2 separate regions of the Sus scrofa genome follow, and region 2 is linked to region 1. A link is a contact called in public HiChIP or PLAC-seq data. All regions are on one chromosome and are shown on one strand. Each heading gives the region's core, a stretch centred on a gene start, on an enhancer-like site or on the middle of the called end of the contact. The rest is flanking DNA. Distances are from core to core; before and after follow the strand shown. Region 1 overlaps TMEM182 (transmembrane protein 182). Region 2 holds the start of TMEM182 (transmembrane protein 182).

Evidence for each region. HiChIP or PLAC-seq counts read pairs in DNA pulled down with a chosen protein or histone mark.
Region 2: a contact with region 1 is called in an H3K27ac HiChIP or PLAC-seq map of skeletal muscle. The contact joins the promoter of TMEM182 here to the enhancer-like site in region 1. A contact is called at or near these places in 7 of 47 Hi-C or Micro-C datasets (fetal heart ventricle, heart right ventricle, psoas muscle and 2 more) and 1 of 2 datasets of contacts at active chromatin or transcription factors (skeletal muscle).

The regions. Positions count from the first base shown.
Region 1 is chr3:51,422,120-51,427,090 of Sscrofa11.1, forward strand. All of the region lies in intron 4 of TMEM182 (transmembrane protein 182), which reads right to left. Among named protein-coding and RNA genes, the nearest start is that of TMEM182, 68 kb to the right of the region's middle. Within about 2 kb of position 2,807, at least 7 of the 83 cell types and tissues checked have an H3K27ac peak or open chromatin away from gene starts, as enhancers often do. A contact at or near this core is called in skeletal muscle, where this site is marked.
Region 2 is chr3:51,491,388-51,496,561 of Sscrofa11.1, forward strand. TMEM182 (transmembrane protein 182) reads right to left here and starts at 1,297. Exons shown (of 8, transcript XR_002342518.1): 1 at 965-1,297; 2 at 627-726.

The DNA.
Region 1 (4,971 bases), core at 1,557-4,056:
TTTTGAAACAGCAGGATGCTTGATGCTTGTGATGTCTCAGTGCACAAGGATTCTAAGGAAATACAAGAGCTGGGGTTGCATGTGGTGGGGGAGGGGACCATACCTACAGATGTGACACCTGCTGAGATCAATTCCCCAGGGGGATCAAAATGGACATAGTCACTATTTCTCCAGATAATCAGTTTATGCCAGACTGTGAACAAATAACAGAATTGGTTTGATAAGTGCCTGGCAGCAACCCTCTTATTCCCTAACCCACCAGGCCTCCTCCAACCTCTCACCTGCCTGAAAAAGGGAAGTTGCCCCCTGAAATCATGGCCTCTTCCAGTTTTTGTGTCAAAGGCACCAACTCTCTTTTCCTTGCATTGTTCTCCTGAAGAATGCAGTGAAGGGTTCAGAATAATAAAGAGTGCTGTCACAATTAAGCTCTGGGATGCATTTCAAAGACTCACGGATGAGAGACGAGGAAGAGCTAGCAGGTCACACAAGCCCATCTCCTGCCAGGACACGAGGACTGCGTGGAATCTGGCAGATGTGTCATCAGCTCTAAGAATTCTAAACTATTCAAAAAATCACCATGTTGTATACATTATGATAAAAAGTTTACCTTATTCCTGGATGATTCTTGATGACAGGAGGGACAAAAAAAGGAAATCATGAATAGCTTCCTAGAAACAATTACTGTCCTGTTTAGAATACATTGTCCAAGGTGGAAATGTGGTTATTTTCCATTCAGTGTGATAGCTGGTGCTGATTGTTATGCAAGAGTCGCCTCTCTGCATTTGATAAATGAAAATTTAGCACTGACCCCAGCTGTCTGTCCCTTAAGTGGTATTATAAATGCGGTCTGCCTCACTTCCAACTTCTCCTGGTTTACGCCGAAGTGCTGGACCTGAACAGAGTTGTGTGTGAGTCTACCGTTGGCTCAGACATCCTAGCCCCAGTGTTAGCATCCCCTGAGAATGAATGCTGCCATGAAACCCCCTACGGGCCTCCAAAGAATGATACTCAAGAACAGCAATTTGCTAACTTCTGCTCTGTTCCAACTCTTTAAAAAATAGCTTTCCTTTTCCTAAGTGACCATAAATATTTGACAGAATATTTGTTTAATAAAAACATTGATATGCTGCTTCTGTTTCCTCTAAGTCATCCATAAAAGTGACCTTGCTCACAGCTCACCACAGCCAGCTCACTTCCCTGTACCACTCAGTCCTTCACTCATTCAGGCAACATCTACTCAGCACCTATGGTACAGACTCAGTCACTCAGGGGCTATTGGCAACAGCCCTTTGCTTGGCCATCACTGGGGAGACTTAACTACCATGACCAATAGGTAATCTTGCACCAGAACCCAAAGGGATATCAAAATCATGACCAGTTTTTTTGATGGATGGCTTTTTTGCCAAGGTAACACATGACAACCTAAGGCAGAAGCTGGTGACCTGTGTTCCAAGCTCTCTCAAGGATGCTTTCAGTTTCACAGAAAAAATATGGAAGGTCTTTGCTAAGATCACAAGCTATATCAGCCATGAGTGGAAGCGGTGTCCTCACCCCCACTTTCCTCCCATAAATACTAGCAATTCCATGGGTTTGTTCCATGGGATAAGCTTCTATGATGTGTGACCCAAGACACAGTTACACCCTTTGATGGTTCATGAGGCCAGGATTGGATTTCTCCTCTCTGGTTAACAGCTGCCCAGAGCTGTAACTCCTAACCAAGTCACAGTCCAAAACATTTCTATCCTCTAATCCTAAAATCCCAGGTCACTGTTATTCAGTGTATGTATTAGCCAGATCTTTCTGCAAGTTGCTTGTGTTTCTGGAATATTGTGTTTGTGGAATATAAGTACTGTATGATAATGAAGGTAAGACTTAAATCTGCTCTTCTAATGCTCAACACTCAACCGCACTTCCAAATCTTATCTGAGGCTTCTTAGGTGGTGGTGGGGAGGGGGGGCAGGTAGGATGGTTGCTTTCCAAGAAACAATCTTCCAAGATCAATGATGCACAAAGTACTTCAGTTTGAAAAGAGGAGAAAGAGGAAAGCCAGGTAAAAAGCAGCTCAGACTAGAGGGCCTTGAAGCTCGGGGATTTTTTTGAAGTTGTTCACAGATGCTGAATCTACCCTTGACAGGTCATTTCATCCCATTTAGCACGTTTTATTCTTTGTGTTTCGAAGCTCTTAAGCAAATGGAGAAGGGAGAAAAGCTAACGTATCTGATAATACAGTTTATCAGACTGACAACCTAACTGAAGTTTCCCTGTGGTGCAGGCAAGACACAGTTCCAAAAAGAAATAATGCAAAAGAAAGGAAAAGCAGGATCAGAGAGATCGTGCCTTCAAATTTAATTTCAGAGAAGAAGAGGTGATGCTGACTCCTGTTTAGATCACTTGTGTACCAGTTGGAACACTGGTGCCTAGCCCTGCAGTGCCGTAATATGAGCTGGGCTTTAAATAGCTGCCAAATAGCCATGTGGTGGCTGGCAGCATGCTCCTGTTGCAATGAGAGCATCTGGTTCAAAGTGAAGCCACATAACAACGGGGCAAGTAGGGCTGCTGTGTGGGAGAGCCGTTTTTCATTATCTTTCTGTGTTTCCCTTTTTATATACATTTAAATGTACCCCCTCCCTTTTAAAAGGGCACTAATTCAATTTGGATTTTTTTTTTTTTTTCCTTTTTGGTTGGCCAACCACATATGGAAACTCACCCCAGGAACTTCTCAGATAACCCGTCTTCTTTGGCAGTCTATTTTCTCTAAAGGGGACATTATGTTACCATTGTCCTCCTCCCTCCAGGTTTTTCTGGCTCTCAACACACTCCTGGGCAATCTTGTGCGAGCTGAGGCTGTGGGATAGAAGGTGTTCTCAAGATGAGTGTAGGAATGAGGGAAAAAGAAATGGTCCTGGAAACACTATATCCATGATCTCTGACACGTAAGGCAAGAAGTCTTGGATCAGCAATGATAGAAACATGTAAGTCAAAACTAGCATAACAAAATCATGATAATAGAAATAGTAGAGAGAATTACTCTGTGACAGGTACTGTTCTAAACACTTTGTGCGAACATTTTCACTTTCCTTCGTGAATTAGGAGACTGAGGCAAAGGGAAGTGATGTAATGGCTTAAAGTCGTACTGCTATGGGATTCTGCTGTCTAGCACTGGGAACTGGATCTAGTCACTCATGAGGGAGCATGATGGAGGATAATGTGAGAAAAAGAATGTATATATGTATGTGTGACTGGGTCACTTTGCTGTATAGTAGAAATTGACTGAACACTGTAAACCAGCTATAATGGAAAAAATAAAAATCATTTAAAGACAAAAATCATACCACTAATAGTGGAACTCAGATTCCAAGCTTGGCTGTCTCTTTCTCTTTCTCCCGAGACTTCTCTCGTAACTGGAAGGCCTCCACCCCTCCCACCCTAGTTGGTGTTGAGTGGGAAATCTGCAAAAGCCTGGATATTGTCCTGAGAACTTTGTCCAGTCACTGTTGTCACTGAGCATGTCACAGGGACCTTGACATCTTGCACCATCTCATTTAATGCTTGAAGCCCAAAGACTGAAGCAGAAGGCATGGTCAGTGGAGGATTTAAAGTAGCTCACTTGGTGGTTTTTCATTCATGCAACGAATCCAACGCTTAGCCCTAATCACTCACAGAAATCTTTCTGTTTCTACTCAAATATGTTCAAAATATTTCCCCTCCACTATTAGAGAGAAGTCAAGTGGTATCAGAGAAAGAGCATGGTGATTCAAACACCTAGCAAACCCTCTCCAAGCCCTTCCATCTTGTGTGGCCCTGGGCAACTTCCAAACCCTCTCAGTTTCAGTGCCCTCAACACCCCACAGGAACGGCACCGCCAAACAATGTATAAAAGGCAACTGGAGCACAGGAGGTGCCCAGGAATCAGTCAGCCCACTGCTCATCTTGTCTGCATTTCCATCCAGTGAAAATCTAGAGAGTACTCCATATTTGTCTAACATAATTTGCAGCTTCCACAATTATTTAACTCACAATAACCGAGGTGGTTGGTCACTATAATTCCTCCCTTGTAAAACATTCCCAAGGAGAAGAGCAAAGTGACTCAAAAGAAGTAAGCTCTTCAGAGTCAAATACTCTAACAGAGACCAGGCTGGCATGTGTCTGAGCAGTGCTGGCTTGGTTGCTATTAAAAGAGTGTAGATGATCTTTGAAATACTTAATGACACACAAGTATCAGCTGTCATATTAAGTCAAAATCTAAGTTTACAAAACATTTTTCTTTCTTTTTTTGCTTTTAAGGGCCGAACCTATGGCATATGGAGGTCCCCAGGCTAGGGGTCGAATCAGAGCTATAGCTGCCGGCCACAGCCACCTCCACATCAGATCTGAGCTGAGTCTGCAACCCACACCATAGCTCATGGCAACAGTGGATCCTTTTTTTTTTTTTTTTTTTTTTTTTTTTTTTTGGTCTTTTTGCCATTTCTTGGGCCACTCCTGCGGCATATGGAGGTTCCCAGGCTAGGGGTTGAATCGGAGCTGTAGCCACTAGCCTACGCCAGAGCCACAGCAATGCAGGATCCGAGCCGCGTCTGCAACCTACACCACAGCTCACCGCAATGCCGGATTGTTAACCCACTGAGCAAGGGCAGGGACCGAACCCGCAACCTCATGGTTCCTAGTCGGATTCGTTAACCACTGCGCCACAATGGGAACTCCCAAATCTGGATCCTTAACCCACTGAGTGAGGCCAGGGATCAAACCCGCAACCTCATGTTTCCTGGTCGGATTCATTTCCGCTGCGCCATGGGAATTCCAAAACATTTTTCAGTTGGACTCTTTTAGTCACCTGTTATAACTGTTTCTACCACTTGACTCTAGTGGTGGAATTACGGGTGACATTTATTTCTTACTTTCTGCTCATTTGTACTTTCTGAATTGTCTAATGAAGATGTATTGCTTTTGAAATGAAAAAAAGTTTGGAAAATT
Region 2 (5,174 bases), core at 47-2,546, 68 kb after region 1:
ACTTCAAAAAAGAAATTTAAAGTTTCTATGAGAGAATGGAAACATCAAAAGCAAAGCATTTATTTCCTGCCCACAAACTTGATTTAAGCCCAAAGAGAGCAAGCTTTCATCTGCCACTGCTGATAATTGTTTTGCTATAAATTTTTTTTTTTTTTACTTTGAAGCTATTCACATAAAATAATACATCTTCTAATTCTGGATTTTTGAATTTGGGATTTCAAGGGTTTGTGGACAAAAAAAATTAAAACTTCTATTTGCAATATAGCAATAATTGACCCTTGATAAAATACAGATAATATCTGTCTTGTTTAAGGTTGGTGTATTTTAAACATGAGCAAATAAATGGCAGGTTATTCAATTTTGCCAAAAATATTCAGACTCCTATTTTATGTCAGAAAATAAAATATTTATTCCTATAGCCATTTCTACCTCCTGAAAAGGAATCATTTCATGAACCTTTGGAAGAGATCCTATTGAGGTTCTGAAAGAATCTAATCCTACTTTGTAAGTGACATGCACCAAATAAGAAACTATTCAAGCTATTCATTTTTATTTTTTTATTTTATTTTATTTTTGTCATTTTTATTTTAAAGCCAAACAGGGAAATAAAGCTGAAATGCACTTACTGTACCAGAACTGCCAGATATTGGAATCATTCTCTTCTACAATTCCATTAAACCAACATCTCCAGAAGAATCCTTCATGGTGGAAAGTGACATTTTCTATCTGCACAGAACACAAATGAAGCAACTTGCCATCAACACAAGGAACATAATCTAAGTTAATTCCATCCAGGAAGATTTTAAAGCATTGCATTTTTCCCAAGTAATAATGATCCACAGCTTTCTACATATCTCTTCCATGAAGAAATAGACATTCCACTACTATTTTTGGATTTCAAGAGGATACATAAGGCTGTCCTCATCACTAGCAAGTACGGCAATATTTTGAAAAAGAAACGCACATTCTGTTCACCTGAGCACTTCCCCACTTCAGTCACAAGAAGCCAATAATCTGATCCAAAAGACACCAAAAAGAGTAAAACCCCCAAAGCACCAAAGAGAGCCCCAAAGAAGATGGCGATATTTAGTCTCATTTTCAATTCACGGGTTTCCCTTGAAATCAATTAAGGAAACAAAAAAACAGCAGACACCTAGCTCCTCAACAAAAAAGCATAAAGATTTCGAAGTAGGCAGAATCTTCTTGAGAAGCCTCTCCTAGCTCAAGTTTCGGTGGCTTCTCACTCGCACCGGCTGGGGGATCTGAGCTCCCTCTGCTCTCCCCTGGAGGGCCTCCAGCCCAGCAGCTGAGAATGGCTGGCTATTTTAGGATACTGATTGAGGAGCTGTCTCTCTCCCAGGGGGATCCAAAATTAGCTGACCTTCCCCTGACTGTGGAGGGGAGTACTGGGAACTGGCCGGAATGATCATTCCTGCTGCTGGGTAATCCATAGAAGTGGAAAGAAAACGGAATGGTATGAAGTCACTGACAGTATTGGCCCAAAGTCTTAAGTGTCTAAATAAGTTCCTCTTCATCCAGAAAGACCATTTCACCCCCAAACACACTTAAGACTCTCTTTGAAGACAGAGAACCACAAAGACCTTTCTTGAATACAATTGAGGTCATAATTAATTTCTTAATTCCTTTTAGATATTTTGGGGATATAAAACAATTAGTGGGTCAAAGGATCTAACGAAACAGTGAGTATAGTTCAGGTTTATAACGTAGATATTCATAAGTGTATTTAACAGATCAAAATATGGTAACAGAAACTATTTAAAGTAGAAAAAGTACCTTTATGTAGCATAAACTATTGTCATAAAAACAGAACTTTATATAGCAGCTCCCGTATCTTGTACAAGTTATTCCAAATAATCATCCCAAAGGTGGACTTGTGGGGAAAAAAGTCTCATAAATATATTATTTTCTGGATTAGGGTGAAATAATATGGTCTACTTTTCTTTTGTTTCCTTCATTTTAAATATTTAACTTCCTCACAATGTGGGTCTGAATAGCAGTGAATCTACACTTTTTTCATGCTTCATTTCTATAGCTCATTTCTTTGTTTTCTCTCCATGTCTAAATACCCCAAAGAATAATTTTAAGTACTTGTGTAATATTTAAAGACATGCACTATTCCCATGGCTATATTTTCTTAATATTCTTAGTATAGCGTGGGTCACTGCATCTTCTGAAGAGCATCTGAACCCTACCAGCTTCTTTCACCACTTTTGTTTGACATGGGATGGATCCCTAGACACAAAATTTAGTGACGGCAAGAAGATGGCTCCTTAGTAAGGATGTGGGGCCTTGGCCAGCTCCAGCTACATGCAATCAGAGGTGCCCAAGTGCCATGAAGGGAATTCTAAGTCATAAAATCAATGACTGTGAGGGTTAAATGAGAACATCTGAGCCGATTTCTCATCTAATGCTCAAATCTCCTTGATAAGACACCACATATCGGGGAGATCCCATCGTGGCCCAGTGGTTAACGAATCCAACTAGGAACCATGAGGTTGGGGGTTCGATCCCTGCCCTTGCTCAGTGGGTTAATGATCCAGCGTTGCCCTGAGCTGTGGTGTAGGTCACAGACGCGGCGGATCCCGCGTTGCTGTGGCTCTGGAGTAGGCTGGCAGCTACAGCTCCAATTCGACCCATAGCCTGGGAACCTCCATATGCCGCAGGAGCGGCCCAGGAAATGGCAAAAAAAGACCAAAAAAAAAAAAAAAAAAGACACCACATATCAACAAGCCATGCCATTTTCTGCCTGTGGCATTAAGGATATCAGCATTAGCCACGGGTCTGCCTTAATTTCTGCCCCTAGTTGCTTTCCTAAAAGTTCCTGTACTAGTGATATTCTGTTCTCTGAGATCGTACAGCACACTTAAACTTTCTATCATACAATGGAACCTTCTGATATTTTGAAGAAGCAATCATCTTGTGCCTCCTCAAACTGCAACTTCCACTCCACCCCTTAATATAGGTCTTAATTTTTCTGAGCTAAACATCCCATTCCTTTAAACAACTCCAAATCCCCTTGCAGTTCTACAATTTTTAAATACTTGATCAAAGTGAGGAATAGTAAAATATTTTGGGCATAGTCTAACGAAGTTAATGCCACCACCTTTCTTATTTGGATTCTGTGATAAGCAGAATAATGGACCCCCAGAGATGTCCACACCCTAATCCTAAACTTCACCACATACTCTGTGAATTTGTTAGCTTACATAGTAATTGCCTGGATTATACAGATTAGATTGTGTGATTAGATCCTTCAAAGAAAAGTAGAGAATCTTTTGTGACAGTAGTCAGAGAAAGAACTGTGACTACAGAAAAAGGTTCAGAGAGTTGCCAGTTTAAAGATGAAGGAAAGAAGCCACAAGCCAAGGAATGTAGGCAGCTTCTAGAGAATGGAAGATGAAAGAAAACAGCGAGGAGCCGTGGGGTGGGAATGCAGTTCTACCAACACCTTGGCTTGGGGATTTCTGACCTCTGGAACAGCAGGATAGTGAATTTGTATTGTTTTAAGCCACTAGCTTTGTGTTAATTTGTTACATTGTTACAGCAGCAATAGGAAACTAATAAAGATGCTATAAAACATCTTTTAAGTGGACTTCCAAACAAGTCCACCTTTGGGATGATTATTTGGAATAATTTACATAAAATCAAATTAAGGGGTTTTTTTGGGGGGAATCCATCTTCCAGAAGGACTTATTAACAACTTCTGAGGGTTCAGGCCTTTTATCAGATACATGGGCTCTGACCTCGAGAAGCTCGTGCGCTAGTAGGATTCATTAGAATGGGTGCATAGAGGTTGTAATAATGAGCATCTGGCCACTCCAGACACATTCTCCTGCTTATCCACAAACTCCCTTCCAAGATCACTGTGGGTGTGGTTGTGCAGTTTTATCATAGGTGACAAAGCTGTTGTTTGGAGAAGAGAAATCTTTTTTGGGGGGGGGCCACACTTGCACCATAAGGAGGTTGGTTCCCAGGCTAGACAGAGGTCGAATCAATCAGTACTGTAGCTGCTGGCCTACAGCACAGCCATAGCAATGCCAGATCAGAGCCACGTCTGCAACCTACACCACAGCTCATGGCAACGCCGGATCCTTAGCCCACTGAGCAAGGCCAGGGATTGAACCTGCATCCTTATGGATGCTAGTCAGATTTGTTTCCACTGAGCCATGATGGGAACTGAAAAATCTTTTTAGGAAGGTTTTATTTATTTTAATTTACATCTTAATTACATATAGTATAGGAATCTATGCATTAATACTAAATCTTTAACACACATTGAGAAACAACTAGATTTTTAAAATAAGTAGAAAAGAGTGTAGGATTTTGTTATTGCTACAACTCAGCCCCATTTTGGTCTTAGTCTTGCACGCGCGCACACGCGCACACACATGCACACGTCTTTCTGGACAAGGTCCATCAACTAATAATGTTTTTTTTTTCACCATTTTTGGTTTATCCAAAAATGTATAAGCATCACTATAGAAATGTACATTTATCAAAGCAGCTATTAATGTAACCAATCTAAATGCTTCCAACCATTCACTCATGGGCATCGATTTGAGAAAAACACCACTGACTACTTCTGTCATCATAGAACTGATCTCTTTTAGCTCAATTATCCCCGATGATTATCATAGTGCTTGACACACAAGAGGCACTAAAATAAAAATCCATTTGTATTAGGATTCTTGGCAGTGATGCAAATACATGGCCTCCTGAGCAATCCAAGTGGCAATCCATCCCAGAAGTGCCCTGATCTGACCTGTTCTTGGTGAAACGTGGAGAAAAGGATCTTAGCAAGTCTTTGCTTCCTCTGCAGATGCTCACGAACCATCTTTTTAAAAAAGCCTTAGTAGACTCTGAGAAATGAAACAGAAATTACCTTCTAAGGGTCAAAAAAATATCTTGCTTCCTTAGAAAATCAGACCCACACTTCCCTATCATTGGAAACACTTAACTTTCCATGATCCCTAAAATATTCCCAATAGTCATCCAGTATCTCTTCCCCAAGTTCTCTCAGCAGCTTGAAACACTGTCTCTACTCTGGGCGATAGTTAACCAGCTGCTGTGTTCTTGTGATCCCTTTACAAATTCAGACATTGGATCTTCTCCCTCTCCAGACTCTTTTCTAGCGAAAGACCAAGAAATAAGGG